Regions from separate parts of the Xenopus tropicalis genome. Here region 1 is linked to region 2. Evidence: chromatin contacts called from public Hi-C data. All regions are on one chromosome and are shown on one strand. The core of a region is the stretch at or near the end of the contact, and the rest is flanking DNA. Distances in the headings are between cores, read along the strand shown.

Region 1 (2,700 bases), core at 130-2,629, 170 kb after region 2:
GTTGTTGCAGTGGTGTAACTTTGCAGCTGTGTTAGTAAATACTTATTATCTAATGCATAATCATATATGTGGGACTTCCTACATAGTTACATGCTTGGCAAATTCTCAACTGGAGGTTTTACAATCCCTGGTCTGTACTGATCAGTCCTAGAGGGACCCTGGGTCTCTCTTCTGCATGGAGGAGACATAACTGTATAGTCTGCTGCTACCCTGCCTAATTATTATCCCACAGAGCCACATATCCTTTCAGTTACCACTGCCCTGTCTGTATCCGGCAAGGTTCTTTTAGGTCTAATTAAGAACAGAGGTCAGACTTCAAAGAAAGAGCGGGATCTGTAAAATTAGACTAGAGAAGTGAGACTTGCAAGCTGGGGGATGGGAGGTGTTATTTTTAACAAATGTTCTTCAGAAAAAGGTACAGCTATGTAGTTTTAGCAGATGACTTAGTGAATATGTTCATTGAGCCAAATACATTTTAAAGGATTTATAAAGAGCTGAAAGATTTTCCTAAAAGCATGTTATACAAATAAAGAAATTATTGGCTGGAAAAGAATACATTCGTAAATTATATGATATTTTAAGCTTTGCTGGGGCAGGGACTGATGTTAGAAATGTATACTCTCTGTAAATCACTGTGGACTATGTCAGCCCTATATTAATAAAGAATAATAATATTATGGATATGCTATAATGAAAAAATGAAAAGTAAAAAGAGAAAATATTTGGGACAATTGGGAGAGAGGAATAGCAAAAGGGAATACAGAGCATAAGTGAGGTTTTCAAGGGAGAGACTTTATAGAGAAGTAGAAAGTGTTAAAAAAAAGATAAAAAGTCTAAACGTAATTCATAGGAAAAGGCTATAAAAATTGGGTATGAGTTTATAGGAAGATGATCAACTATGCAATAGAAAAACAGCATTCGTATTATAGAAAATTATTAGCAGAACAAAGCATTTAAAGCTGGCCACAGTTCTTACATGTTCTCAAGTCATCTTTAAAATAAATAGTGCATATTTAGCTGCTGACGTACCTGCTGTTTTGCTAGTCCTCTGGCATGTCACTGCACCTGATACCTGGGAAGGGTGTTTTTGTGGATGAATTAGCAAAAGATGCCTTTCCGTTTGTAGCCTGCTGATCCTGAAGTTTTAGAGGATCTGTTCCCTGGAAGGATTTTTTAGAAAAAGGAATCTGTATGGGTTCATATTCTTTTTTTGGCTGCTTCTTGGTAAAGTAGAAAAAAAAGCACCGTTGACCTCACATAATTAAAGGGGGCTGTTTATAAAGAGGCACTCCCCTACAGTAGCCTGTATGTTCTTGTTTTATTTCTTACTAGTGTCATTTAAAAAAAAGCAACAGAGGAGGAGGGAGATAGTAACCTATAGGTTTCCAGATGGGCCTGCAACAAATTACTTTACATTGCATTCATCTTGCCTCTGGCAGCAAAGGGGTTAAGTTGCCACAGGGGCAGTGGGCATGACTGATGTTAACAAGGTAGGTGTGGCTTAAGGTGGCTACACCCCCAGTGGTACACCTCTGTTAAAGCAGCAGCTATCCTGGCATGCAGTTTAAGCCATTCTATAAAGCAATCCAATATGCAACTTTGCCATTAAAGGGTAAAAAGGAAATTGCTAAGAAGCGAGCCAAATATTTGGAAATCATACTGTATTTGTGCCAACATTTTATAACTCGTTAAGAGTTGGGGGGAAAGCATGTTTAAGAACAGTGACAAAGCATGCTTTGTTAACAAGATCCTGCTCAAAAGCACCTAGACTAGCATAATGGGGCACGTAAAAGTTTTCATTTTATTGCTGAACTTCCCACAGGGTTATACATATGCTCTTTCTTTTAATTAGAAGTGAACTGTTAATTTAGCCACACTGTGTGAAACCGGCAGCTGCTATGTGACAGTCTAGGCTCATTTTTTTGGCACCAAATTATGCGTGTGACAGTTTTACTGAGGCTTACACAAACGCTTGTGTTAGAGCACTCAGGCTTTTCTAATGGCTGACTTTGCCTTTTGCTTTACAGCTGTAATATGGTTACCAGGTGACGTTGCACACTTGTGCATTTGTAAGTGCTCCACTGTCCTCAAGTGGTGGAATCTGTGAATAACTTCATTTTAATTTTCATTCTGTAAATCAGTAGATGATTTCTCAAAGCTGAAAATATTTTCCATGAATTTGTAACACAGATAAGGGTATATAAACTATTAATTCCGTTCAGCTAAAAAATATTTGTACCTATTCCCGCAAGTGTATAGTGGTACTGGTAAAAACTGAATGGTCAATGCAGCAATGCACCGTGCTAGTGCAAACAGGGCAAGCCCTTAGTTTAGGGTGACCAAATCACTTAAAAATTCAGGGACACATCTAGAAAATCCAGATAGAAGGGCTGAACAGATTGCAATGAAATGTAAATGCAATCAGTGCAGCCCTGAACATGCATTTTGTTAGATGTGTCCCTGAATTTTCAAGTGATCTAGTAACCCTTGTTTATTAAGTAAATAGAATTCCACATTCAAGAAAAAGCCAAAGACAAAGGCAGTGTGGGCAGTTTATTGTTTAGGAGTGAGAAATTGCACTGTGTGAGACTACCCTAAGAATAGAGGTGGTACATCACAATGTAACAGTTTGCATCCAGAAAGACAAGGAATAGAATGACCATGACCTTTTAAAAGACAATATGAAATACAAAACACCAG
Region 2 (2,700 bases), core at 32-2,531:
GCACACGGGGAGATTAGTTGCACGCGACAAATCTCCCTTGTCGCTGGCGACTAATCTCCCAGAAATGCCCTCCCACCGGCGATTTACATTCTTGCCAGTGGGATGGCAACAAGGGAGATTTATCGCGGGCAACTAGTCTCCCTGTGTGCCAGAGCCCTTAAAGGAACAGTAACACCAAAAAATTAAAGAGTTTTAAAGTAAAAGAAATATAATGTACTGTTGCCCTGCACTGGTAAAAGTTGTGTGTTTGCTTCAGGAACACTACTATAGTTTATATAAATAAGCTGCTGTGTAGCCCTGGGGGCAGCCATTCAAGCTGGAAAAAAGGAGAAAAGGCACAGGTTACATAGCAGATAACGGATAAGCTCTGTAGAATACAATAGTGTTTTATCTGTTATCTGCTAAGTGCCTGTGCCTTTTCTCCTTTGAATGGCTGCCCCCATGGCTACACAGCAGCATTCTTTATATAAACCATAGTAGTGTTTTGAGGCAAACACCCCAGTTGTACCAGTGCAGGGCAGCAGTACATTATATTGTAATTTCTTTTATACACTTGAATGTTTTGGTGTTACTGTTCCTTTAAGGAGTGTTTTGGTATTGAGTGACTAGGTGATTGAATTGATGAGTAACAAACATACATGAGAAACTAGTAATAAATGAGTAAAGAAGTGGCAAATAGTAAGAAGCAAAAGCTGAAAAGAAAACACCAAGAAGAGGCACAGACTAGAAAAACCTGCCTTTCTGTCAGACCATCCCAAATCATCTCTTACAATTCAAATCTTCTAAGTTTGAAATGTAATGTATTGCGAAATGTATTGCTCTGTGTATATTGGAAAGCTAATAGTATTTTGCCTTTTCTCGTGGGTTTGGTGCCAGCTGCAACAGCGACAGGTAAAACTGAAACATTGGCATAAATCCATGTGAGAGACTGCCCAGTGCACTGGCACACAGTTGCAGAGTACAGCCACATCCAGGCTTTGGAACTAAAATCAATGTGTCACTTATTATGTATGCATTTTATCTTCCTCTTCATCAGCTTCATAAGGGATCACTTATATCAACAGATACTAAGTTATAATGAAGACGTTCCAGAGACTCATAGAAACGTGCATTCTACCTCCAAGCAAAAGCCAGCAATAGAAGTGAGCTAGTCATACATACCTTTAAGTTACCAAGACGTAACTAGCTAAGTGCTCGCATCAGTCAAGGACTCACAGAGGGATATCACAAAGAGGAGTGAGGTTACACAGGGAGCTATTACACAAGGGCATTTGAATATTCAAGAATCCCAGATGGATATGGTTGTAGCTGTTAGTGTTACAAAGGGAGCTGGTTGTGTGGGAGGCACAAAAGGAGCTGGGTGTGTGACAAAGATAAGGCTGGGTGTGTGTCCCAGACACTGAGAACTGTGACACAGCTGAAGATTACTACATATACACACACACATATATGATTATGCATTGCACAGATTTATTAATTTATGTATGTAAGGATAAATATTGGGGCTCAGTGCATTGTGGGTCTGTTTAAATTTGGTGCATTATTCTCCTCACCATTGCTAAACGTATTTATTTTTGACTGAAATCTGTCATGATCCTTCTTATAGATCTGTTGCAGGGCAACAGTACATTATATTTTAATTACTTTAAAACACTTTAATTTTTTTATGTTACTGTTCCATTAGATTAGATGTAGCTCAGACCATATTAATAGTCAAAGTTTCCTCTATAGCCTTTTGTCCAGAGGGCCTGAAATCTAATAAATTACTTAAGGTAGTACAGGTATGGGACCTATTATACAGAATGCTCGGGACCTGGGGTTTTACGGATAAGGGATCTTTCCATAATTTGGATCTCCATAACTGAAGTCTGCTAAAAAATTATTCAAATATTGAATTAACCCAATTGGCTTGTTTTGCATCAAATAAGGATTAATTATATCTTAGTTGGGATCAAGTACAAGGTAGTGTTTATTATTACAGAGAAAAAGGAAATCATTTTTAAAAATTAGAATTATTTGCTTATAATGGAGTCTAAGGGAGATGGCCTTTCCGTAATTCGGAACTTTCTGGATAATGGGTTTCTGGATAAGGGATCCAATACCTGTACTGACATCTGACCATGCTTATTATATAGGACAGTAATAGGAGCTAATTATGAGTAGTTGTTGAGTTTGCAGCTAGGAGAGTCAGGTTTATCTTTGTGTATAATTAGTTTTAGCTCTGTTCATCTGATTGATCTGCCTCCGTCATCAAGGGCGAAGACACACAGGGCAATTAGTCGCCACAACTTTTTGAAAAGTCACGGCGACTAATCCGTGCAGCGAAAATGCACGCGCGAACAGTCGCCGCGATGGCCATTATAGTCTATGGGTGACTAATCGCCCCATGTGTCTTCGCCCTAAAGGGGCAGTGTAACCATTATTCAAAATGAGTTTAAAGAATAAGGCATGAGCTGAACATACTTTTTACCTACTGTTTTAATTATAACAAATCTATGTTTTTTTGTTATTGAACTTGAATGCCTGCCCATGTGAATACACAGCAGCTTATTTATATAAGATATAGTAGTCATTCTGAAACAAACATAAAACTTTTACCAGTGCAGGGCAGCAGAACATAATATTTTAATTAATTAAATTTAAACAATTTAAATGTTTGATGTCACTGCTCTAAGGCTCTGCAAGGCCTTTCCCCCAAAG

Evidence for each region. Hi-C and Micro-C count contacts between places; a contact is called where the count stands out from the background.
Region 1: a contact with region 2 is called in a Hi-C map of gastrula embryo, with 1.4 times the contacts expected there. The contact joins the promoter of adamts10 here to the promoter of acer1 in region 2. A contact is called at or near these places in 2 of 5 Hi-C or Micro-C datasets (brain and gastrula embryo).

What each region holds. Positions count from the first base shown.
Region 1 is chr1:102,157,675-102,160,374 of UCB_Xtro_10.0, forward strand. It overlaps adamts10 (A disintegrin and metalloproteinase with thrombospondin motifs 10), which reads right to left and starts at 1,380. Exons shown (of 26, transcript XM_031905008.1): 1 at 1,030-1,380.
Region 2 is chr1:101,986,826-101,989,525 of UCB_Xtro_10.0, forward strand. acer1 (alkaline ceramidase 1) reads right to left here and starts at 1,282. Exons shown (of 7, transcript NM_001112961.2): 1 at 1,162-1,282.